Regions from separate parts of the Danio rerio genome. Here region 1 is linked to region 2. The links are chromatin contacts, called in public HiCAR-type maps. All regions are on one chromosome and are shown on one strand. The core of a region is the stretch at or near the end of the contact, and the rest is flanking DNA. Distances in the headings are between cores, read along the strand shown.

Evidence for each region. HiCAR-type assays count read pairs that join an accessible place to other places.
Region 1: a contact with region 2 is called in a HiCAR-type map of caudal fin, with 5 times the contacts expected there. The contact joins two enhancer-like sites. A contact is called at or near these places in 1 of 18 Hi-C or Micro-C datasets (hematopoietic stem cells) and 1 of 4 datasets of contacts at active chromatin or transcription factors (caudal fin).

What each region holds. Positions count from the first base shown.
Region 1 is chr7:33,845,262-33,852,297 of GRCz12tu, reverse strand. No RefSeq gene overlaps it. Among named protein-coding and RNA genes, the nearest start is that of uacab, 81 kb to the left of the region's middle. Within about 2 kb of position 4,732, at least 4 of the 62 cell types and tissues checked have an H3K27ac peak or open chromatin away from gene starts, as enhancers often do. A contact at or near this core is called in caudal fin, where this site is marked.
Region 2 is chr7:33,696,504-33,703,965 of GRCz12tu, reverse strand. tle3b (TLE family member 3, transcriptional corepressor b) reads left to right here. Exons shown (of 20, transcript NM_131780.1): 20 at 571-733. The coding sequence ends at 678. Among named protein-coding and RNA genes, the nearest start is that of tle3b, 40 kb to the left of the region's middle. Within about 2 kb of position 2,560, at least 8 of the 62 cell types and tissues checked have an H3K27ac peak or open chromatin away from gene starts, as enhancers often do. A contact at or near this core is called in caudal fin, where this site is marked.

The DNA of each region.
Region 1 (7,036 bases), core at 3,483-5,982, 150 kb before region 2:
TTCAATGTCTTATCCCAATGAGCAAACAGTTATTTATGTGCCCAACAGGGAGAACCACCCCACAAATGGGATTTAGAATGTTTAGAATTTAGAATGTAATTTCAAAACAAAACTTGTAATCGGATACTCCTCCTCTTAAAGGAATAGTTCTTTCTTGATGTATATGACTTTTTTTCTGTCAGACTATTGGAGACAATTTATTTATTTATTTTTATTTTATTATAAAATTTTCTATGCTTTTTAATGGTGTTGAATAGTGGTTTTTAAAGCACAACCAAACGCATATACCACAAGTGTGTTAAAGGGCACCTATTTTACCCCTTTTCAAGATTTAGTATAAGACTTTTCTGTCTCCAAAATTTGTCTGTAAACTTTCAGCTCAAAACACCCCTTAGATTATTTATTATACCTTTTAGAATGTTGGATTTTTTGCTCTGAACTCAGTATAGCTGTTTTTGTTGCCTGTGCCTTTAATGCTATTTCTCCCTGCCCACCATTGCACGTGTCTGTCAGAGTGTGCCTCAATCTCCGCCTCGGCTGCGTCAGATAAACAGCACAGTGACAGACATAAAGTAAGCAGATCTTGTGTATCGTTTGTGAGAAACACTAGAACTTTCCCAATGATTATTTAACGTATTTGTTGTGAAGTTGCAACGATGAGTCACAAAAAATGCCCATGCTTTTTTTCTGCTTGTACCTTTTAAAGAACGCCATGGAAACCCCCATCTTTTCTCATTAGCCACCCTGGACTGGTCACCTCTGGTCACCCTTTTAATGTTTTTGCAGAGGTCCATGCACTTTGTTGCCTCAATAAAGTTCATTTATAGGATAACTGGGCTCTGGAGGACACATGGGCCTGATTTCAGCTAGATGGATTCAACATGTCTCCTGCCCAACTTTTCTCTGATCCTTGCCATGTGATCTGTGCCTCCCTGACCTCATCATCCATCATCTAACACCTGGGATGAGGAGGGGGGTGGTTGCAAAAATGAAAGAGACTCTTTTATTTTGTAGGATTTATCGACTGGCCGCAGGAGAGTCCCGCTAATGTCAGGCTGTGGATGGAGTTTTTATGCATGAGGCTTGTGTTGTGATTTCCTTCTGAAGAAATTTGACGTTTTAGTTTGGGGGGTTCGATTTAGATCACACAGGTACAAAAAGTTAATCTTGTTGAGATCGTTTCAAATGGACTTTTAAACCACGAGGTAATTGTGGAGCCAGGAGGGGTTGAAATCTTAAACTGCACATTTAAACGGTCACATCTGAGCTCATTGTTGTTCTTTTTTTCCCTCATTAGCTCTTGGTTAACCACTAATGCCTTGTGTATCAACTCATTTTTTACTTTCTTCCCCTTTTTTTCCGGTCAGGGCTCAACAAGAAACATGTGGTCGTCCTCTCTTCCAAGCTCAACTTCTTAATAATCCCCAGGCCTCGATGGAAAATCCACTGCATTTCACATGTCTGCTAAGGGCTGACATATGGGGCTGTGTCCGTGGTTTAGCAGAATATATAAGCCTGCGGAATTGATGGTTGGCTGCTTGGAAATAGGGCTGCGACTAATGTATTTTCTTGATTTGGTTTTGTCTGCTTCTCTTGCTCTGCGGCGAGAGCTTGTGGTCCTTCACAGACTTGTTAAGAGGTAAATTGAGGGGAAAGGTGAGGAGAGCATTATACGTTTTCCCTTATTTGTTGTATTTTCTAGGCCTTTATTTCGTTAAGGACCTCAACTGGCCAACAGGCTGGAGTCGCTGGAGAAAACATTGATTTGTTTAGTTTATGTGGACTTCAGAACGGTTATCATTTATAAATTCGATGTACCGATATTAATATTGTGGCAGATAAGCTGGTGACTATTTAAAGGCATAGTTCACACAAAAATGAATAATCTGCCATTATCTACTCACCTTCACTTGTTCAAGATCTATTTGATATTTTGAAAGATATTTTGAATAATATTTTGTCGCTGGCACCCATTGACGTTTATAGTAATATTTTTCTTACTATGGAAATTGATTAGTCCCAGCACTCAATTTTTGCTGCTTGCTCAAACTACTTATTTAAAATAAGCTGAATGTGTTCAACTCCTTGGTGTGGAACAGCCAGTATTTTTTTTACAGTGAACCACCATTCTTTAAAATATATATTTATTTCTAGTCAACAGAAGAAAGATGCTTATAAAGCTTTACAACCACATAAGCGACAGTAAGGTAATTTTCATTTATGAGTGACCTATGCCTTTAATGCATGTCTGATAACTGATCAATAACTGATAACTGATCAATTTCACATATGACATTTAAAAAATATTTAATGATGTATAAGAACGTGTAATCAATCATAATTATAATGTGTAGGATGAAAAATTCACTTTGAGATTTTGTCAATTACCTTTAACTTCTATTAAATTACCAGAATTATTGGCAAAGGTAATCTAAACCTTTTTTATAAAGTGACCTCTAAAATCTGCCTGTGCACTTTATTTTGACAGGACTATCTTATATGAAAGTACTAGTTCCTAATTTGTGGGTATCATTATTTTCTAATAAAAACTTAAAATGAATATGCAATATAAATATAAAATGTAATAAAATTTCTTTGTTGCTATTTACAGTTGAAGTCAGAATTATTAGCCCCCCTTTGATTTTTCTTTTTTATTTATTTTTTATATATATATTTCCCAAATGGTGTTTAACAGGGCAAGGGAATTTTCAAAATATGTCTGATAATATTTTTTTTTTCTTTTTGAGAAAGACTTATTTGTTTTATTTCAGCTAGAATAAAAGCAATTTTTAATTTTTTAAAGAACAATTTAAGGTCAAAATGATTAGCCCCTTTAGGCTATTTTTTGACAGTCTACAGAACAAACCACCGTTATACTATAATTTGCCTAATTACCCTAACCTGCCTAGTAAACCTAATTTAACTAGCTAAGCATTTCAAGCTTCATATATATTTTTTTGCCACTTTCAGCTGTACAGAAGTGTCTTAAAAAAATATCTAGTTAAATATTTTTTAGTGTCATCATGGCAAAGATAAAATAAATCAGATATTAGAAATGAGTTATATAAACTATTTTGTTCAGAAATGTGTTGAAGAAAACTTTTTGTTAAGAAGAAATTGGGGGAAAAATAAGCAGAGGGCTAATAATTCTGACTTCAACTGTACAGTATAGTTAACACTAAATATAAAAACTATGGGGTTTCCAAACTTTTCAGCCTGTGACTCCCACGACCCCCACTATGCTCTGATGTGGTTATAAACATGCAAACATTGCACACAACCGTTATTTATTAAATTGATAAAATAATTGATAGTGCTGCATTTTGTTTTATTTATTCGTCACAGCCATGTCACCCTGCAGCCCAAGACCGGTTACTCACTGAAGCTAAGCAGGGCTGAGCCTGGTCAGTACCTGGATGGGAGACCACTAGGGAACACCAGGTTGCTGTTGGAAGTGGTGTTAGTGAGGCCAGCAGGGGGCGCTCAACCTGTGGTCTGTGTGAGTCCTAATGCCCCAGTAAAAGTGAAGGGGACACTAAACTGTCAGTGGGCGCCGTCTTTCGGATGAGACGTTAAACCGAGGTCCTGACTCTCTGTGGTCATTAAAAATCCCATGGCACTTCTCGTGAAAGAGCAGGGGTGTAACCCCGGTGTCCTGGCCAAAGTCCCTCTATCGGCCCTTACGATCATGGCCTCCCAATCATCCCCTCTCCACCGAATTGGCTCTATCACTGTCCCTCCACTCCACCAATAGCTGGTGTGTGGTGAGCGCACTGGCGCCGTTGTCCTGTGGCAGCCGTCGCATCATCCAAGTGGATGCTGCACACTGGTGGTGGTGTGGAGAGACCCCCCCTCATGATTGTGAAGCGCTTTGGGTGTATTGCCATACACAATAAATGCGCTATATATAAATAAACATTACAACTTCTTGCTGACAAATGGCTAAAACCTAGTAATTTGATGGATAGTGGCAGAATATAATGATTTAAAATACAAAATGACTCTTTTGGGACTGCACTATGCTCTGTGAACAATAGCCCTGAATATGTGATGTGTATATAAGGTGCTCAGTGTATATATATAAGTACACCCTCCACTAATCTATCTTTAAAATTAATACTGTATAATAGGATGCTATACAATATTATATTTGTGCATATACATTAGATTAGTCAGTACTGAAGCCAAATCTGGAGCATATCTAACAAAATACTTACTGTACAATAACGGTTCAAAAACTAGTAAAGCCAAATTTGTGTTATAGAAAAATATTAAATACATATTTAAAGTAAATATAGCAATATTTAGCTTGAATTGAACTATCTTTTAATTTCTAAATATGTTTGGTGACTAAAATATTATTTTAATAAATCTATCTTTGATAAATATGTTTTGTTTAAATAGACCAAAATACATTGCCTATATTCACTGAGAAATGGATAAAAATGTTCCTTTTCAAAATGGGATCTACTCAATTATGCTGATCACTGTACTAGCTTTGAAGATATACTTATAGTGCTTCTGTTAATCAGACTGCCAATCACTGTTTATCATTAAACCTTTCAGTGACTTTTATTGCACGATCATGTCATTGAACTAATGAACCAAGTGTCATTCTCACTAATCATCATTTCCTGATTAGATTGAGCTATTCTGCAGGTCTGTGCACCCGCTCTCAGTGTTTACTTCCTTCATTTAATACCTCCGGCAGGAGGCCAGCAGCAGGGTGAAGGTGCGGCTCTAGAGGTGTTTCAAATGTTTCATGTTCCTGCTAGAACATAAGGTATTAGTTTATTCATTACACATTAGGCTCACAGTCAAAGTGCTTTAGGCAAATTCAGGGTTGTGACTGTCGATCATTAGCATTGAAAATGTGCATTTGTTAGACAAAGCCGCAGTCACACAATCCAATTAAGACATGAAAGCACCCGTCTCCTAGGAAGGAATTCACAATACATAAACAGGCTGTAAAAGTGGAAAATTACATCTGCATTTGTTCCTTTCCTTGAAATACAGCCACATTTGGTAAACTTTAACAAACCCTCATAGAACACTTTGCAAGAAGAAGAAAAAAAGCAAAGCTAAATTAATACCATGTGTTTCGAGAGCTACACAGGGGTTTATTGTAGTGTTGAGTTAAAGGGACACTCTCGCCTACGTCTTTCCAAAGTGAGAGTTTGCTGGATTTTTAACAAGCAACAACACTGTAATAATTTTCAATTATGTTTTTTTTTATTTTTTTTTATCTAATTCACCTTGAAATGCCAGACTTGAAGAACTATCCATAAAATAGCCTTGCTTTCATATACCAGAATTTAATTTCATTACCTAAAATGAGTTAAAACAAGGCTGGGCTCTTTTGATGTTGACGTGAGTGTGTAAGTGTGTAACATCCCTTCAGCTTGCTGTCCTGGATGTTAATTAAATTGCTTTCCTTCTCTTTTTTTCTAAGGCAAGGTATTGGATTAATGGCTTTAAATATCCTTTAAATCTCTCTAATCTTCCCCCTTTCATCTGTAGCTTTTGCAGGTTTGTGTTGCTGTGATTTAGCATCGTCTGACTTTGATTGCACCTTAATGATGGCAGCTTGCCCTGGATCAAAATGCAAATGCCCTGAAAAAAATGGTTTCCGGGTGCTTGCAGGTGTCGGGTGGTATAGGATGCTCAGAGGAGCCGTGGCTGTCCATCTAACCTTTCATGCTTGAGACTTTCAGAGAGGTAGTTTCTATCTGCCACGCTAGCTTAAAACAGAAGGAAATATTTATGAGTCATCTACACAACAAACGGCTGAGTCCTGGGTGTAAGTGCCCACAGAGAGAGTCAACGGTCTGAGCATACCAGCACAGGGAATTATCCAGACATAATGGTGAAAAAAAAATACAATCACGACTTCAGAGTATCCTAAAACAATGGAAAATTACAATACAGCTTGTCACAGAGGTGTTGTACTTAAAAAGATAAATGGAAATTTGCTGTTGATTTATACACCCTCTGGCCATACAAGATGTAGGTGACTTTTTTTTTTTCTTTAGTAGAACATTCAAGAAGATTTTTAGATGAAGTTACGGTCTCAGGTGTGAGGGCCAAAGTCCTACAGTCAAAGATAAAGTGGCTCCACATGATACTTTAAGGCATAGGTCTCAAACTGTATTCCTGGAGGGCTGCAGCTCTGCACAGTTTTGCTCCAACCCTTAAGCTGATTCAACAAAGTATTTTTTGTCAAATAAGTTTTATGGAAGACAGATATAGAAAGAAGAGGATTCTCTGTTTACATATTTTGTCCACATATAACGTAGGCAAAGCAAATAAAATTTTTTTTTTAAAAATTAAAGGAAAAACAATATGAATATGAAATATGAAATTCATAATAATCTAAAAAAACACTCACATAAGCCAGGTTGTTTACAAAGACCTGTTTAAAGAACAGAGTATGATGACAAAGCATTTTACAACATTACAGAATTGATGCATTATTCCAAGTTTATTTCAAGGTCACAAATAAAAAGATTCCAAATTTTGTCAAATTGTTTGAGTTTTCTTTTCAAATAGTATATATTTCGCTCTAAATGTAACAGGTAATTTCTCCAAGCCACAGTTTACATTTAGGGGATTCCTTTTTTTTTTTAACAGTAGAAGTAGTTTCTTGGCAGTAGTTAAACAGTATGGGTGCTGTTTATGTTGTGTATTTGACAACAAATGCGTTTGTTCAGACAATCCCAGAATTAAAAGCATTGGATTTGGTTGTAATTGCAACTCCAACACCTCGGAAAGCACTTCAAAGATTTTATTCTAATAATTCTGTATATTAGAACAAAAACTAAATCTGTGAAACAAACAAAACAAAACAAAACAAAACAAACAAACACAAAAAACAGAAAAATCCTAATTTACTCAACCTTTACAGTATTTGTTCCCTGTTTGCCATTAGTCATTGAGTTCCATTTCACAAATCACCAAGGACCATAGGTTCAGCTAAAGAAAAAAAGCTCTTTGCTAAACAAATACTGTAAGTCAGCTACATCATGAATTGTCTGAA
Region 2 (7,462 bases), core at 1,311-3,810:
AAGAAAAGTTGTGCACAAACTACGATGGAAACCCTTTTACTGCGCATTAAAAGAAAGATCATGTGATTTTGTTATAAGAGATCATGTGATAAAATGTGTGATAATGGACAAACCAGCTGGCTGAGCACACTGTAAAACATCTGTAATGTTGTTTTGGTCATTCTAAAACACCTGACTATTTCAGTATTAGTGTTATTATATTATTAATTACCTCCAGAATAGACAAGAGCATCTGTGCTCTGCATCTCACTCTTTCAAACGCCATGGCACTTTCATTGCGTGTTGACATATTCTTCTTCATTGTGCAAGTCATTTATTAAATAAGGAAAAGATTGATGCGGCTTCTCCTACCACAGCATATTCTGTTTTTACTGTTGATATTTGGTGCCAGTTTATCAGGAAGTGATGATTTTGTTCTCTTTGCCTCGTTGGATGGAAATGCTGCCTTATTCACATGTCTTTTATGCGATTATTCCAGTTTTGTGCATTAAGTTAATCAGCATTTTTTATTTAAAACATATACAGTTTATAATGTCAGCTAATCATTTTTCATCTTTCTTCTATCTACAGTCCAAGGAGTCGTCCTCTGTCCTGAGCTGTGACATCTCGGCTGATGATAAGTACATTGTGACGGGATCTGGTGACAAGAAGGCCACGGTGTATGAAGTCATCTACTAAACTCGCTGCTTCACCAGAACTAAAGACCTATGGATGGGCCTGATTTGTTTTGATGGATTTAAGGGATCACTCATCCACCTGTACAGTAGGAACCCAGGTTAGGAATCGGTTGGTTCACTGGGATTGCTGCCCAGATGCTTTTTTATTTTGATCGCACCTGGATTCTTACAGCAGTGAAATGATCCTGGAAACATGGAAACGTGTTAAACTGTCCCAAGGACTCCCTGACGGCACTAATGTAGTAAATATTGTCTTGCCTTTGCTTTCGGTCTGCTCATGGGATTGTGTGTGCCTATTCCTTCCATAGTATTCCCCCCCCAACCGCCTTCCTTTTAACCAACAGTGAATGATCTGTGATGTAATATGAAGCAGTGCTTCAGTTTTAGCCTCCTGCTCCCTGGACAATTTGTTAAAAAGTGTATATATGGAGTAATAAAGACATTTTATAAATATATATAATTATATATATTTCCATGTCCTGATATACTTGTGATGGGTTTCTTTGTCCTCATGTCCTTAATGCTTGATGAATGTAGAGTAGGACACATTTTCTTTTGAATTTGTTAGCACACTCTCTGGGCTGGCCATTTCCTAAAAGGCTCAAGTGGAGGGGGGAAAAACCTTCCTGTTTCTTCCTGAATTATTTTTTTGTAATTCTTATTTTGTTTTTGGAGCCCATGTGCTGTTCATGAAAAACCGGATCAAACTGGAATCCTGCGGAAGTCTAAATACGAAGCAGCCCATGAATGAAGGGTCGTATGTAAATCGAAAGCGGTATTAAACTGGGAGAGTGACTAACTGTACTACTTGTCTGTGCCCTTTGCTTTGTGTGGCATCTCGTCGGAAAGAGGAATTCAGATAATGAAGTGTGATTGTAACATGCTGACTCGGCGTGGATCACACACTGCGATGAGTATCTTGCCAACCGATCCCATAAGCGGCTCCACTATAGTTGGCTGCTGTTGAAATGGGAGATGACTCACCCCAGTGATTGACAGCTTACTTCTGCTGTAGAGATCGCCACCCCTAAAGAGCCTGTTTTTGGCCTCAGATTGAGGTGAACCAGCTTCTCTGAGTGATCCGAGTCATCGGGATTCGCTTCTGTACAAGTTGAGCAAGTTTTCTAATGAATCTATTCATTGCCTGCACTTGACTTTGGTGGAAGCTCTGTGTGAAAGTGTGGGCACACGAGAGAGGGAGGAGATCGTCACTTTTAAACCTAAACCTGGCCTACCCCTTTTTGTGTAACTGTTGGAACTGGTGTCTGCAGAACCGGTCATGGTGAACTCGGTCTTTAATATGACACACACAAGGAAAACAAAACATGACCCGCCTGCCTTTCACAACCTCTCAACTTCACACCAAAGTATGTAGCAAAACTGTGTCAGCACTGATCATGTACAGTTGTTAATAATTCAATAAACTTTTTTTGTAAAATGTGTCACGAATACTGGTTTAATAGGAATCATGTTGTTTTGAGTGTGTGATACTGGTTTTGAATACATTGTGGGGACCAAGAGTCCATTTTTGACTTGATAGGGAATTTGCTTTTTACACCCAACCCCTAAAACCACTCATAAATCCTACCCATTGAATCATAAATCCTTTAAATTGGAGAATGTTGTGGATTAGAGGACAGAATATGCAGTTTATACAGTACAAAAATCATTACATTTATAAGAAGCTCCCCTAAACATGGAAACCCAACGTGTGTGTGCGCATGTGTCACAAGTCTTAAGTATGGAGATGAATTACTGAGGCCAGGAGCGCTGGATATGTCATCTCGATGTTCCCACATGGTGTCAAGCTGCTGAAAGGCTGATGGAAGAGTTGAGACATGTAGTAGTGTGTATAAAAGAGACATAGTTTGTGCTGCCTCAGCTATCTGTTGTAACCGCAGACCCAGTTGACTCAAATATGCCCTGCGGTCCCCCAACCACAGCTGGTGACACACAACACACACCCTTTTTGATTTCCTCACCTCAAGTGGATTATCGTCCAGGAAGTGTTTGTCAGTTGATTTATTCTGGTGGTTTAAACTGGTTTCATTAAGCATGTGATTTCGGCATCTGTCTGTCTCTCACCTGTTACTGCGCTCTCTAGAAATAGTCAAACTTCTCCGGCCTGGGCAGTTGAACTTTCTCGTGCTCTCTCTGCCCATTAAAGGGATAGTGTGCCCAAAACCTTCCAGTTAGTTTGCTTTTCCTTAGGCAATCAAAGACCTTTTTTTCTTCAGCGTAACAGTAAAAAAGTAAACAATGTTCAGTTTGAGTGATCACTTTGCTTCATAAGACCTTAGTACATCATCAGGAGCCGCTGGTAGAAATATGATTGTGTTTTTATCTCTAGCTGATGGCAGGCATCCTCTGACTATCATTATAGGGATACCAGAGGACAACAGTTTCGGCTATAAATCTTTTTTTAAGGGTCACGAAACATCAAAACACATTTTTTGAGATGTTAACTGTCATGTTGAGTGCATGCGGAAAGTATTCATAGCGCTTCACTTTTTCCACTTTTTTTCATTACAGCCTTATTCCAAAATGGATTAAATTAATTTATTTTCTCAATTCTATACACAATATTCCATAATGACAATGTAAAGAGTTTTTGAAAGTGTGGCAAATTTATAAAATATAAAAAACCTGAAAAGTCAAATGCACTTACGTATTTTACAGCCTTTGCTTAATACTTTGTTGATGCACCTTTGGCATCAATTACAGTCTTTTTGAATATGATGCCGCAAGCTTGGCACACCTGTCTTTGGGATTTTTTGCCTATTTCTATCAGGTTATATGGAAAGCAACTTTGTACAGCCATTTTCAGATCTCTCCAGAGATATTCAATAGAATTTAGGTCTGGGCTTTGGCTGGGCCATTCTAGGACATTCACAGAGTTGTTGTGAAGCCACTTCATTGATATTTTGGCGTTGTGCTTTGGGTTATTGTCCTGCTGAAAGATGAACCTTTGCCTCAGTCTGAGGTCAAATGCACTCAAAAGCAGGATCATTCAGGATGTCTCTGTACATTGCTGCATTCATCTTTTCCTCTATCCTGACTAGTCTTTCAGTGCCTGCTGCTGAAAAACAACCCCACAGCATGATGCTGCCACTACCATGCATTACTTTAGGGATGGTATTAGCCTGGTGATGAGCGGTGCCTGGTTTTCTCCAAACGTAACGTCTGGCATTCACTCCAAAGAGTTAAATTTTAGTCTCATCATACCAGAGAATTTTGTTTTTCATGGTCAGAGTCCTTTCGATGTCTTTTGGCAAATTCCAGACAGGGAGTGGCTTCCATCTGGCCACCATACCATTCAAGGACATTCATTGGTGAGTTGCTGCACAGCTGGTTGTCCTTCTGTAAGGTTCTCCTCTCTTCACAGGAGAACGCTGGAACTTAGAGTGACCATCGTTTTGATTACCTCCCTGACTAAGGCCCTTCTCCCCCGATCACTCAGCTAAGATGGCCTGCCAGCTCTAGGAAGAGTCCTGGTGGTTCCAAACATCTACTTACGGATGATGGAGGTCACTGTGCTCATTGTACTTTCACAGCAGCAGAAATTTTTTCTGTAACCTTCCCCAGCCTTGATCCTCGAGACCATTCTGTCTCGGAGGTCCACAGACAGTTCCTTTGTCTTCATGCTTGGTTTGTGCTTTGACATGCACTGTCAACCCTGGGAACTTATATAGACAGGTGTATGCTTTTTCAAATCATGTTCAATCAGCTGAATTTACCACAGGTGAACTCCAATGAAGCTGCTGAAACATCTCAAGAATGATCAGTGGAAACAGAATGTACCTGAGCTCAATTTAGAGCTTCACGGCAAAGGCTGTGAATACATATGTACATGTGATTTTTATACGTTCGCAACAATTTAAAAAAATTGTCATTATGGGGTACTGTGTGTAGAATTTTAAGGAAATAAATGAATTTAACCAATTTTGGAATTAGGCTGTGACATAAAAAAATGTGTAAAAAGTGAAGCGCTATGAATACTTTCCAGATGCACTGTATATGTCCCGTGCTGCTAAAAAAACTATTAGGGCAAACAAAAATGTAAAAATTGGTTGTTTTTTGTGGTACTTGTGGTACTTGCCACTTTTGTGGCAAATCCGTTCTTCTAGTTTGAAAAGAAATTTGAAGCTACATCACAGCAATTGGATCCTTGTGTAAATTCCAGCGTGTAGACTGGATGTTTGTACCAGTGGGTACAATGTGACATGAGTTTCCATCATTAATTCATGAGAAAGAGAAAGACTTGGTTCAAACCAATCATCGCGCTCTATTGTATATGAGGTGCAACTTCATTAATGTGCATGATATAGCTTTGAAGACTTTTTATCTGTTACAGTGTTCAGACAGCAGCGTGTGACGCCAGTGATGCCACTTTGTATTGCCAATCATAATTAAAAACAAGTGGAAGAAGAAGAATTATTTGGAGACATGGGTTGTCAGTGTTGCCTTTATAAATGTGCTGCAACAGGTTTTGTTTTTAATTCCCCGCTATGAGAGCACAGCTGGACTCGCGTCTAGATTACAGTGGTCTGCGAACACGTGACAGATATGTTTGTAAGGAATGTTCTACTGGAGAAATATATCACCTACATCTGGATGGCTTGGGGGTGAGTTAATTAACAGATTTTTTTGGTTGAACAAGCCCTGCAATGTATGCGCACAATATCTCTTTAGTAAAAGTGTCATGTAAGTACTTTGCTTTTCAAAAAAAGTCATCCATAAAGTGTTGAGAGTCTATTGAAGCCATTTGTTGTTGCCATTGAGGGGTGCTTTAACGCTTGGAGAATCATTCAGGGTTAGCTGATTCCTTTGTGCTCGACGTGGTTTGTAATGTAAAAAGCAGCACAAATGTCTTGATACCTCAGGCTGTTGATGTTGCTTCCCACTTTTCAGGTCTCTCGCACGCCCCCATACTGAATCTAACCCCATTACATTAGAATGGTTTATTACAAGCACACACTGATTGTATGTCTTCTGCTCAAATTGTGTGCATTGTGATTGGCAATCATTGTTTTTATTGTTCAGGTTATTCAGTAGTGATTAGCCCCTTTATAATGTCATGCTGTAGCTGTGGTGTAGAGTGCCGTTTCTTCACAATAGCCCTTTAATGTTCCGCCATCATAAAGTAAAAGGTTGTAAGATCAACTACTCGTGTACAGGACGCTTTAGTTGATTTACAGGTGTAAAAGTAATGCTGAGGCATCTGTTACTGGAGCAATATACACCAATAGAAGTTTAATTCTCTAGAAAGTTTAATTTCATAAAAGTTTAACTTTTATTTTCTTAAATTGAATCCGGTAAACACAAGTATCTTGTTAGTGAACAGTTGACAAGGGTAAAATCAGAAAGCATGAGATTATAGCAATGTGGATGTTTGCATGAGATCTGCAAGTTGAGCACAGAGACGATACCTACTGACTACTGACTGCTTCAATGCCACAGACCTGAAGCAGTGGATTGTGGCATAATAAAAGCTCTGCTGCTTCTGGGCCTTGTGGTGCTCGTCTCATTAGCAATTGCTTAAGCACTCTTGTTAAATAGCTTTAATGGCTTTCAGTCTTAGGCCTATGCATGTAAAAGCACGTGGAATTCGCTTCCTTCAACAAATCTTACGTGCTTTGCAGCTTGTCCCTGGTGCCTGCTATTAATAAGTAACCTCAGCTGTGTTGTCTGACTTAGAATAACTGACAGAGCTTTACTTTCTTCTCTTTTTGTTACATTTAGAATATTTTTCAGAGATAATGATTTTTTTAGTGTGTGAATTTTTTTTTTTTAGCAAAGTATGTAAGTTGAACGTTACAAACTTTTCTAAACATTAACATAAAAACTGAATCGTTCTTACCAGTTGTCTCCTGCCTCTGGCATTCTGAGGAGATTTTTTACGGGAAGTATTTTTTAAACAAAATGTAAAAAAAATTAGAAGAGTAAATGTAGAGTAAATGTCCTGGAACAGTTCTCTCCTGCTGGTAAACACTTTTTAACTACCTGTCTGTTTTGATGTCATATGTGAGTGGGGCTCTTCAGCTCTGCTTCCTTATGTTCAGTTTTTCAAAACCAGTTATCTGCAAGTAAAATAAAAATGCTTTATAGCAGAAATTAAAGTGTAGTTCTAATTAAATCGACATAAAATGTTTCATACTAAAAAGCTGCTTCCTTAAAGATGTAAAATAAGTCTGTGCTTTTGTTTTATTTAGGCATGAAAACACTTTGAAATAAATATAATTCCCTTCCTTTTCATTACAGGTGTTGTCGCCCCTCCTATGCAATCCTCAAAACAGTCATATAACAGTGCGTGACTGTCAGACGCGCTCCATAGTGATAAATAAACGCTGTTTTCTAACCGGATTCTGTACACGCAATTTGAAGCAAAGCAAAAGTCTAGGTTTTGAGTGCGTATTTGAACAGACATATACACATAATTAATAACAACAACATCTAAAGATGTCGATCTTGGTGTGTTTTTTTCCAAACACACTAATTGTGTCCTAAATAAGCATAAAAAGTTAGGAAAGCAATCGAATGCTTTCATTATAACATTAGATGTGTGCATTTTTAAAGTGACACCTCTGTTATTTAATGTAATCAAACAAAAAATCCAAATGAGTAAGATTCATTCATTGCTCCTTAATCAGAATGTGTAAGTTATACCAACACAATCTCACAGCAATTCGTAACTTTTTGATTTAGTGGCTAATTCGTATGAATTCATACGATCTAATTCGTACAATTTAGTATGATTTGCTCATCACCCCATGACGGTTGGGGTT